Regions from separate parts of the Rattus norvegicus genome. Here region 1 is linked to region 2. Evidence: chromatin contacts called from public Hi-C data. All regions are on one chromosome and are shown on one strand. Each heading gives the region's core, a stretch centred on a gene start, on an enhancer-like site or on the middle of the called end of the contact. The rest is flanking DNA. Distances are from core to core; before and after follow the strand shown. Region 1 overlaps Rb1 (RB transcriptional corepressor 1). Region 2 has its middle 33 kb from the start of Rcbtb2.

Region 1 (6,362 bases), core at 686-3,185, 140 kb before region 2:
CACTGTGTGGTTGCTTCTCTGCTATAGAAGACTTTACTCTCTTTCTGGCTCCTTGTAAGATTTTCTTCCTATTGTTGGTTCTTACCAGTTTTCCTATAACATGCCTTTTTAATTTTCTTTGCTTTGGATATGTGAAAATGTAGGTTTTATCACATTTGGAAAATTGGGCCCTTATACATTAGGATTTTTAATTGACCTCTCTACCTTTTCTTTTGAGATTCCACTCTTTTCTACGTATGTTAAGTTGCTTGTGGTTGTCTCACACCTGACTGCTGCCACCCCCTCCTCTTTTAAAGGATGCTTGTCTCTTATAGTTCATTTTAAGTGGTTCCTAAAACTGTACCTTAAAGCTTTTTGGTATTTTTCTTCCGAAGAATCTAATCTGCTTTTCATTTCATGTGCATACTATATTTTCCAATTCTAGAAGTTCTTACTTAGATTCCTTTTACATCCCTTTAACAGATTCATGCTCCTTTGCCTTCTTGGATACATGGAACATAGGTATTATAACTTTTTAAAAATCTATCTGCTAACTCTTAATGCCTATTTCTTTTTAGATGTGTTTCTATTGACTGACACTCTACTTTCTAACAACCACTTGTTTTTTTGCCTCTTGGTAATATTTTACTAGATTTAAATATGTGAATTTTGCCTTACTGGTTCCTGGATATTTTCATATTCTTACTAATATTCTTGAGTTGTGCTTTGTTTGGGACACATTTAAATTGTAAGTAGTTTGATTGTTTTGTACTCTCTATCCCCAGCTTTCTCTTTTTCTTTCTTTCTTTTTTTTTTTTTTTTTTTTTGTTTCTTTCTTTCTGATTCCAGGAACTTTATCTTTATTCAAACAGCAGTCTTTATATCTAATTTTCCTCCACTATCCAAGAGATGATCTTTTAAGTGCTTTACCTACTGCTTATAGATGGATCATAAGCTTGTCTGCTGTGGCTAGTAGAAACCAGTTTGTACAACCGAGCCTCTGCTCCTCCAGGACTTCCTCTTTAGCACTGAGAAGCTAGCTGTCTCTTGGGTGTGGGCTGTTGTGCCCCAGCTGAAGTGGGTCTCCACAGGCCTCAGCTCTGTTTTGTTAATTCCCTCACCTCAGGGCTGTTTGTTGGGGACCAGTGGGTGTCTATTTCCATTTGTCCCTGTGTTTTGGTGGGGCGCTGCCTACATAGTCAGCTACAGCATGGCACCCACTGCACTGGAGTCGCTGTGGGTCCTCGTCCCCTTGTTCAGCATTTGAAAACTGTCACTTATTTTCTTCAGTTTTGTAGTTGTTTAAAACTACAAAATTTGGTTCTTGTTTCTTCACCAGGCCTGCCAGTTTTTAAATCTGTTAATTCTATATAAATGTGAAGTATACGTCCCTGAGGGTGATCTAGGACATTGTTTTTGTTTTCCTGCATTAAGTGAGTTGGTCTTGTGGGTGCTGTCCTGGAGTACTGCTTATTTTGTGGGGACACCAAAGTGCTACTAGTTCATTATTTCCTCTTAATTCACTTTAGAAAACCACGAGAAAGCTGTCTGTGTCTGTAAATACACATGACATGGTTGACTCAGAACTTTAGATTCTATTCAGTCACCAAACCAAGGAAGTTTGCTTACGCAGTAAATTTTGATTAGTGTGCTCTTAAGCATTAATTTTGATCAGGATACTCTTATGTGTAAAGGTTAAACAATTTTCTTGTCAGTTGTTTTCCCAGATATTTCACGAAGCACAGTATTACACACCAGCACTGTGGCAGTAGGTGATTCAGTCTGTTTGAGTCCTGATTTGGTAGCAAACTCATAAATAGATTTTTAAGATGCTTTGGTATCTTTTGAAAAGTCAAAGTTGACAGGAAGTGAACACAAAAGGGAGAAAAGCCTGCAACTCTGTAAAAGCCAAGAAAGGAGCCAAGGAAAGGGCCTGTATTGTCTGTTTCTGTGAATCATTAGCTCGGTGCACTCTGCACGAAGGTTGCGTGCGGGCATTGGCCATGAGACAATGTGCTGGCTTTTCTTTTCTAAGTTACAGTTTACAAAGAATTATGCCTTACAGGAAAACAATTGAATTGTAAAATAATGGTTATTTGATTTAGTAATTTTTAAAAATATGGGTTAAGACAATGAAACAATGCAGGCCATGTTGACAGTTACACAATAACCAGAGGACTAAATTGAAAATCTATCATGTGATTTTTTTATTTTTAAAACCAGTTTTTTTCTGAAGACATATCAAAGGCTTTAACCTTTCTTACCGTGATCCATTTTATCTTTAATACCACACTTCTATTTTCCACAATTAACTATTATAGCCCTGGGAGACTTGGGAGACTTGGCTTCAGTCAAAGTGAAAAATCTTTTATTTTGTTCAGAATACATTTTTGATATTGGCTGATAACAGGGTTCAGGACTATTCTAAGTTGTGTGTCTCTGACAAAACGAAGTGAGTACAAGTACATAGTTGCAGCAGAAGCAGTGTTTACTAAGAGGATGTTCATCTAAGAGCTGGAGGCAAGGGCTTGAAAGCAGACTGGAGCAGAGAGAAGGTAGAGGGAGTCAGTGCCCTGCAGTGTGTAAAGGTGGGGCCTTCTGTGTGACCGTGCGGTGGACATGGGCTCCTTTCATATAATGAGCTTTTCCATGCAGTCTTCATTACAGTGTGTTTTGCATGCAGTGTGGTATGTTGGCAGTCTGATGAGCACCTTTAATCTCCCCTAGAGGGGGAGGTTTAGTATTAACACGAGTCCCAGGTTACTGACACCTGGACTACTCTATGCCTTCCCACGATACTGGTTAGTTTTAGCTGGCCTTGATGGGTAGGAGGTCATTGCTACCTTGGCCTTTTCCCCTGTGTGCTTGGTGTGAGGCCTTCTGGGATTTCACCTTCTGCCTATTATTTTGTGTCAAATCTGCTTCTAAATTTTCCACTAGTTTTAAGTTTTTTCCAAACATTTTTCCCTTCAATGTAGTTCAATGCAGAGTGCCGAGATTTCTAGGAAAACACTTTTCTATGTCTCTCACATGTTTAATTATTTTAAATACCTGCGTTGTTGTTGTTGTTGTTGTTGTTGTTGTTGTAGTATCATAGTGGCCTTTCTAAAAAGGTATCTTTTATATGTCTCCCACCTTATACTTTAGTGCTAGTTAGTCTTTTAAGTTTCTTCAAACTGTAACTTCCTTTGCTTTACAGAAAAACAGTTATTTTGCAGTGGCTGGAATAGTTTGACTCTCATGGCACAGCCTTTCTTTCTAGCCTGTACCCCAGAGTTCTTTTATGTCTGAGGTATAGCACGTTTGTCTACTGAGGTGTCTGATGTAAGACATGGGACAGAGGACTTCAGTTTGAAGTCCTAGCTCTCCCATCTAAATGCTGGTGTCTTTTTCCTTCCTTTGTAAGTTGATACGTAACTTTTTTTGATTGTCTCTTTTATTTGATGGTTGATGGTGCTAGAATTTCCCTAGAGTCTTATGCTAAGAACATGTTTACCATTTGAGAAAAGTCAAGAGATTCAAGTCTGTCTGCTACAAATATATTGTTTTTAGAAATTTATTTAAAGGTTCAGAATTATTTGTCACTATTGGATGTGAATCCATATTTATTTGAATTACCTCATAATTTCTAAATGATTAAAGAGGTTTTTTTTTCTTTAAAAAAAGACAACATAGGTGTTCTTTATTTCCATTCTCCTTTCCACATATCAGCTATTTTGAAACAACTGTAATTGTCCAAGTGAAATAAATAAAACACAAGAAATAGCCCCAAGTCTCCAAGGAGCTTGTGATCTAGTAGAGAATTGTGGAGGTCAAAAGAACTGGAGTTATGGTTCATAGGTGCTAGGAACTGAACTGGGTTTTCCTTTTATTTTTTTTTAAAGATTTATTTTTATTTATTACATATAAGTACACTGTAGCTGTCTTCAGACACACCAGAAGAGGGCATCAGATCTCATTATAAATGGTTGTGAGCCACCATGTGGTTGCTGAAATTTGAACTCAGGATCTCTGGAAGAGCAGTCAGTGCTCTAAACCACTGAACCACCTCTCTAGCCCATGAACTGGGTTTTCTATAAGAACATTAAGTGCTCTAATCATTGAGCATTTCTCCAGCCCCAACTGTTATACATTTTAAAACACAACTTGTCCTCTTTTCCCACAAGTGGGAGCTTATTTCTCAGTGTTTTAGTATCTTACTGTTGATTGAATTTGGGGAGTCAAAATGAGCTCTGGAAGCTAAAAGGCTACCTGTCTCCTGCAATGTCACCTGTCTCTAATAAACAAGAACTAAGTAATAGTAAAATGCAGAGTGTGGCACATTGGAAAGAGGAACAAATGGAAGTCAAATCCATTTGTGGGTCCTGAAATGAGGTCCAAAAGGCATGTGCAACTCAGAATTCCTTAGCAAGGTGTGGGCCCACTCTTCAACGTGGCTCTGTTCTGCGGTTAAGTTGTCAGAACTATGTGAAAATACTTTCAGGAAATAAGTTTCTCCTCTTACAGGCACCAAGGATTCAGCCTTTCCCTTCCTTTAGTGTAGAATTCCTAAGACATTTTTAGTTTGAGATTGTTTCATTAGTTTGATAGTCAGAGAAAGGTATGAGTGTCTATCTTTAGAATCTTTTTCCAAGACAGTTAGTTACATTACCAACCTGTGAGAGTTGCCTTTAGAGCCAGGTATAGTGATGCATATTTAGGAAGACTGGGGCCGAGGATCTTTTTGAGTTCAAGGCCACCCTGGTCTACATAGTGAATTCTAGAACAGACAGAACTATACAGTGAGACCTCCATCCCTTAGAAAACAACAACAACAACAACAACAAAAACCAGAAAGAAAATGTAAAAGGAAGTTGCCTTTAGCTTGCTCTTCTAAGCAATAATTAAATAACTAATGGTGCAAACCCTTCATTCCCCAAGGTCTGCATCATAACTGCTTGAGAGCATATTTTTCAATGTTAAAAGCAGTTTTCTCAGTATGAATTGCAGTGTTCTATACAGAAATCTATACAGAAATCATCTAGAGATCTTTGAAAATGCATATTCTTCTCTGGAAGGTCTGGGTGGGTCAATCTTTTTTAAAATAAACTTTTTTTTATCTTTATTAACTTGAGTATTTCTTATTTACATTTCAATTGTTATTCCCCTTCCCAGTTTCCGGGCCAACATCCCCCAACCCCTCCCCCTCCCCTTCTATAGGGGCTTCCCCTCCCCATCCTCCCTCCATTACCACCCTCCCCCCAACAATCATGTTCAATGGGGGGTCAGGCTTGGCAGGACCAAGGGCTTCCCCTTCCACTGGTGCCCTTACTAGGCTATTCATTGCTACCTATGAGGTCAGAGTCCAGGGTCAGTCCATGTATAGTCTTTAGGTAGTGGCTTAGTCCCTGAAAGCTCTGGTTGCTTGGCATTGTTGTACATATGGGGTCTCGAGCCCCTTCAAGCTCTTCCAGTCCTTTCTCTGATTCCTTCAACGGGGGTCCTATTCTCAGTTCAGTGGTTTGCTGCTGGCATTCGCCTCTGTATTTGCTGTATTCTGGCTGTGTCTCTCAGGAGCGATCTACATCCGGCTCCTGTCAGTCTGCACTTCTTTGCTTCATCCATCTTATCTAATTGGGTGGCTGTATATGTATGGGCCACATGTGGGGCAGGCTCTGAGTGGGTGTTCCTTCTGCCTCTGTTCTAAACTTTGCCTCCCTATTCCCTGCCAAGGGTATTCTTGTTCCCCCTTTAAAGAATAAAATAAACTTTTTATTGAGACTTTTTTACAATGAATTTTTATCATATTGTACCTCTATTCCCAACATGCTCCTCCTGCTGTTCATCCCTAGGTAACTCTTGTTTTCTGAGACAGAGTTTCTCTTTGTAACCCTGGCTGTCCTGGAATTCAATCTGTAGACCAGACTAGCCTCACACTCAGAGATCTGCCTGCTTCTGCCTCCCAAGTGCTGGGATTAAATCCACCACCACCATTGCCAGGCCCGCCCGCCCGCCCTCCTTTCTTTCTTTCTTTCTTTCTTTCTTTCTTTCTTTCTTTCTTTCTTTCTTTCTTTCTTTCTTCCTTCCTTCCTTCCTTCCTTCCTTTCTTTCTTTCAAGTTGTAAGCCTTTTAAAATATACTTTTTAATTAATGAGACTTTTTTAACAATGTATTTTATCATATTTTACCTTCATTCCTACCCTTACTTCTCCCAGATCTACTCCCACCTCCTCCCTTGCTCTTTCCAAAGTTGTCTTCTGACTTACCCTGATCATCTAGGATACCCATTGAGTCTATTGTATGCTGCCTATGTACTCCTGGGTATGGGGCCGTCCACTGGACCAGGAACAGCTTACCAGAGTCTAAATCCCTGAAGATAACTGACTCCCCTTTCCCCAGAAGCC
Region 2 (5,592 bases), core at 147-2,646:
ATGATGTAACATCTTTAGTTTTTGTTAAAAACTCCTCATTGGATGATAATGACAACGACGATTTGAATGAGAGCCTCACTATGGATTCCTCACTGGCTTGGAACTAGTCATCCTCCTGTCTCAGACTCCTGAGTGTTGAGATTCCAAGAATATGCCACTATGCTTGGCTAAGGGATATTTATTTATTTATTCTATTTTTTTTCTTAAGCTCAATACTCATTTATGGAACCACTTCTCTGGGACAGTTCCGGGAGGAGGAAGGAAAGGATTGGTTAAATCCAGGGCTTTTTTTGTTCAGCATATTTAGATTTGGTTCCGTCCAAAGCGTATCAGGAGTAAGGCTGCCCTGTGTGAGGAAATGGCACTGAGGCCAGACACTCCTTGCCCATCTGGCCCAGCCCAGCGATAGCCCGAGAGTTGCTCTCTGGAAGGGCCTGACACACCTGCTCACAGTGAGATTCCTTTGACTGAGGCAACACCCCATTTTCCAGAGCAAATTAGACAAGCACTCAAACGCCCTGGTCTGGGCAATTAACACCTTCAAGTTTAAACTCGCCTGCAGATAGCTTTGCCTGAAGAAGGGAGCAGACGTCTGGGTTCTGGGGAGCAGCGGGTGCCTTCCAGGGAGGCCGCACTGGAAAAGAGAAACTGGGCAGCTGCTAACAAAACTGATTCCCAGCTTTTCTTTAAACCAACCCCCCACCCCTGCTCTGTCTTTCTTTGATAGAGGGTTTCTGCAGCTCCCAGGGTGAGCCAGGGATTGTCTGTCTGGGTGGATCACCTGTTCTTTAAATACAAAGGTTGGGCCACTTATTCAGAGCCTGGCAATCATTAACCGTGAGGAAACCACGTGATTTTCCTAATGGCGTGGCACCAGATAGTCTCTGAACCCTATAAGCCCTGTAAAAAGCTGTAATCAGATGTGGGTGTTGGTGCTACTCCGGCATTTTGTGCCAACTAGTGCTAAAGTCCATTTCAGTTATAGATGGTGCCTCCTGGGGATAACTGAGCCCGGTGCCATCTGAGCCAGCTAGGCAGCAGGGCCTCAGGGAGGTGGGCGATCTGTGTTGGGAGTATTACAGACATGCATTTTCTTGTGTATTTAACCAGAAACGGTCCAGAGCTCAAAATAACATAGCTTTTTATCCATTTGACAGTTTTTGAACTGGTGCTGAATCTTGTTTTAGAAAGTGGACAGCAAAGTTAAAGACAAAAAACAAACCTATTGAGTGGGGGCAGGGGTATGGTGGATTTTGCCTTGGACAAACGTGATGCACACTTTCCGTTCTCCTTTTGAGGCTCCTCCCTTTTTCAGGTCTCGAGAGCTGACGTTTAGATTTATTCATGCTTAAATTTCCTTGGATATTGAAGGAGGAAAGTTGATGATCTCTTTGCAGGGATATGCTGCCCCCTGCAGAGCAAAACTAGAATCTCTACTTTAGCGGTTCGAAGAGGAGGCTGATGAGTATGAAAAGAATCAGAAAGCTCAATGTTCTTTAAGTTTTGCTCACTACTAGCTAAAATATTTTTGAATAAGCACGTTTCCCCTTGCACATCTCCTAGTTAACCATTGGCTTGTGCCACAGCTTTAAGTGCAAACGCCGACTCTCTCACATATGTTCTGTGTGTTAAGGCATCACAGATCTAGTCTCTAGAAACATCCTCTGTGGTGCTCACTGGATGGCTTCCCATCAACCTCTCCTTATGTCCTGGACTCCATCTTGATCCCAACTCTATGTGAATTTCCATTTCCTGTTCTTCTAAAAAAAATAATAATAGAGATGTCAGGTTTAGCAAATAAAAAGATAAAGAATTCTGGGTGAATGTGAATTTCAGATATAAAACAAATAATTTTAAGAATATACAGCACATGAGACTTATTTATGCCAGAAGATAGTTGTATTTCTGAAATGAAGTAGAATGATGCATCCTGTGTGTTGCCAGGCAACACCACACCACAGGGATGCAGATGCCCCGATTCTACACGAGAAGGTTTGCTCTTTCTATTTATCCCTTGCCTCAGGAAACATGGCTGTGTCGGAAACCATCTCCCTACTCTAAAAGGAACATCCACTTTTCCTCTACAAAAGTTATCAATGACATATACAAAACGCCCTTTTCATGAAACACCGTCCTGGTTTGTCTGATTACTGTAGCCATTGTCTTTCTATCTCTACCTCTTCATGGCCACCTGTTGCCCCTGGCCTCACATTCCTCAATAGCAGAAGGAACCTTTTATTTGAATGTTGGCACGTGAGGGGAGAACAGCTGTGCCCAAATCCTTCAGCTCTGTGGCTTGCAGACTGAATGCCCTGAGTTCACAATCTGACAGTAGAACAATCGCCCCGCCTACCCTGTTGCTAAGTGTCACTTCTGTAAATTAAAGATGACCCTCGAGTTTTGGATGAGCCATTTGGGTTGCCATGGTGACCTGTGGTTTGGGGGTCCTTTCAGCACAGCAGTAAAGGCTTCAGGTTTCACCCTCAGGGGCTTGTGCCTTGACTGCTGTCTCAGCTGCTTTCCTCCCTGTTCTTAGGTCCACAGAAAGGCATTTGTTTGGAGTTGGGTCAGTGTTCCATGTTTTGTCTAGTGGAAGCTGTTGTTGAGCTGCAAGCCAAGCTGATGCCTCGTTGAGGGAGGCAACAGGAGCAGACACAGTAGGATCTGGGCCACCAGAGAGGAGCATACTGGGCAATGAGGGTGGTGATTTAGTTTTTTTTTTTTTTAAGTGAAATAAAGTGCTAATTACTTGGGTGGTTACCAAGTATTAAAAATAACCAGAAGCCAACATGCGGTGGTAACTGGTAGACAGAGGGGCTCTAGACCTAAAAGATGAGGGGGGCAGAATTGGTCAGGTGGTCGTACACACAGGCTAAGCAAGAACACTGTAGAAACAGAATACCAATTCTATCAATGACTGTGGCCCTGACCCGGAAGAGCAAACACAGACCCAGTCCAATCCCAACTCCCCGCTATCTAAGGTCTCCAGTTACGATAGCCCTGTGGTACCAGCCCCAGCTTCCTCCTGTTGAGCCACCCAGACCTGGAGTGCCTTCATCTCTTCACCCTTCAGGTTTTCTCAGCCCCAGGTGAAAAACCCTCTTTTCCAGTTTAGTCTGCATGGAACCCCCTCTACCTGCCGGCCCCAGCCCTCGTCTTCTTTCTTTGTGGCTGTGAATGGCATGTGGGTGAGTCTGCATGCCTTTTCCCACCCAACATGCCGTACACAGACTAGCAGCCATAGCACCAACCTTTAAAAGCCCAGCTAGGGTGGGTAAGGGGACAGAAGACAAGCATAAGTAGTGGGTTAGGGTGATGTCTGTCTTAGTATTATATATACTTAAATAATATACAATATACAATATGTAATAACAGACATGTAATATGACATATTATGTACACATATTTATGTAGATATATGTTTACTCATTAAGATGCCCTCCATGTTGCTTGCTTGAAGTATATTCAACTCAGTCTACCCCCCACCCCTCTGTCCTCTGCATATCTTTCTGCCAAGCCTACACCTTCCTCCCTGAGATAACTTCTCTATGAGGTGGACAGTTTGGGGCCCACTCCTATTTGTATAGCAATCTCTTGATTCTTTCTTCCATACATTTTTGCAACAAGCCTTCTTGTCCTTTATGGGGGGGCGTTCCTCAGTATGTTCTAGTGTATGACTCGAGGAACCCAGAGGTGCAGTTGTGATTCCAAGTGTCTCAGACACTTAACTCAGTCCACTGCCTTGGAGCAGCACCTGTCCCAGTTGGCCATTGGGGTGGGTATTCAAACCATACTCTATGGACTGTTTTTTATTTTCTCCTTTACTTCAGAAAGCATCCCCTCACCCCAGAGATTTTTTCTCTCCTTTTAGCCCTTGGAGTGCTCTGCTCGCAGAGTGCATAGAAAGGTGGGAAGGAGGGTAGGAAAGTGGGAAGGAGACTCTCCACATTGGAATAAAGGAACAGAGCCTTCTTGTGCAGAATGTATCCTATCACAGAAAGAAAAGGGGTCGAGCTGTAGACAGCCTGATGCCAGATTTGTCCTCATCTGCAATCATCTGAAATCTTCCTTCCAAACAAGATGCACCAGGGCTTAGCTGCAAGCTTTCCCTGGAGGATTTGTCTAGGTGGCTTAGAGCCTTGATTAATTAATGAAAGACTGGGGTTCTATATGAATGCAAATGTCAATTTCCATTTCCCATCAAATCCCTCTCAGGCATAGCTTAAGGAAAAGGAGCTAGAATTCAAGGCTGTGGCTTCATTTGAATTTGGGTCCTGGGAGGCAGGGCTGAAGAAGACTCTGAGTGAATGCCACACTCACAGTTCAGCCTTGCTGCAGCAAAACGGAACTTCTAGAGGTGGAGCGCTGGCCTTTGGCACTGAGGTGGGTAACACAAGACTCTGGCAGCTACACAGCAATGCCAGAGAAGAATCTTTTGGGCAGAGAGGGATGATGAACTGAATATGTTGTAATCCTAACCTCCAAGTGACGGGGAGTAGAGAGTCTTCCTCCACCTTTCTGGGGGGTTGTGATAAGGTACCTGAAAAAGACTTATTTTGTCTCAGGGTTCAGAGCTGCCCAGGGTCACTTGGTCCCATCAGTTCTGGGCCTGGGCTGGGGCATAGTATTGTGGCAGGAAGGCCTTGGTCAACCACAGTTGTTAGGTAGTACAGCAGGCAGGTACCCAGCAGGCTGGAAGGTCAAGAGTGGGTCCTTTCCTCTCCAAAGTACCTTCAGCCTTCGCTTCCTGTGTCTCTGGTCACACGCTAACCTTAGGCAAAGGGGGGATATCACAATCACGCTCAGAATTTAGAAGGCCACATGGAAGGAGAGGACTGTGCCTCCTCAAGGCCTAAAACAACCTAGGAAGGGAGGAAGGCAGACGCAGCTGGGCTTTGTGGAAGTCCCTCAAAAGAAGGCCGTGTTCTCCTGGTAACACGTGCCTGTCTCATAGGTTTTATTTTTCTTTCTTTAGTTCTTTATAATCTACTCTCTTTCATGAGGTTTTAGCAAAAGAAGTGGATCCGAGCTGAACCTCTGGCCCTAGGTGGAGACATGATATTGGAAGCTGCCCCAAAGATTATGAGGTTCTATACTATTGGCCCATCCCTTAAGAGTTATCCAAATGGGTCTATTGATCACCTGACCAGGAGGCCATGCTCTAGGAAAAACTGAGGCAGCTGAATACCTGTTAAAAGGATGGAAGGACACCTTTCCCTGGATGAGCCTGCTCATGTACACAGGAAGTCCCCAACCCCTGAAGTCACTTTAAGACTTCTGCTTTCTGAGTTCCAGTTCACAAAATATAACTCCCCCCGCACTTTTTATATACCAACTAAAACCCTCAACCTGCTTGCCTGGACATTCTCAGGGGCTCCGTGTCTCTTTGTCTATCTGTCTGTCTCAGAACCCCTATGTCCCCATGCCACTCTGTTGCTAAGCATGCCTGCCTTCCTTTTCTCTCCAACTGTAACAAAATTGTCCTTGAGTTTCCTCTGGCATCATTTTAAAATTCTTTTATCTACAAGGCTAAAGATTTGCAGAGGGGGACCATGTATGTTCACTGTTAACAACTCCATGGCAGTGGCGGGG

Evidence for each region. Hi-C and Micro-C count contacts between places; a contact is called where the count stands out from the background.
Region 1: a contact with region 2 is called in a Hi-C map of liver, with 5 times the contacts expected there. The contact joins two enhancer-like sites. A contact is called at or near these places in 9 of 12 Hi-C or Micro-C datasets (the A7r5 cell line, the Rat2 cell line, Schwann cells and 5 more).

The regions. Positions count from the first base shown.
Region 1 is chr15:54,838,219-54,844,580 of GRCr8, reverse strand. All of the region lies in intron 17 of Rb1 (RB transcriptional corepressor 1), which reads left to right. Among named protein-coding and RNA genes, the nearest start is that of Lpar6, 15 kb to the right of the region's middle. Within about 2 kb of position 1,935, at least 13 of the 93 cell types and tissues checked have an H3K27ac peak or open chromatin away from gene starts, as enhancers often do. A contact at or near this core is called in liver, where this site is marked.
Region 2 is chr15:54,698,400-54,703,991 of GRCr8, reverse strand. No RefSeq gene overlaps it. Among named protein-coding and RNA genes, the nearest start is that of Rcbtb2, 33 kb to the left of the region's middle. Within about 2 kb of position 1,396, at least 8 of the 93 cell types and tissues checked have an H3K27ac peak or open chromatin away from gene starts, as enhancers often do. A contact at or near this core is called in liver, where this site is marked.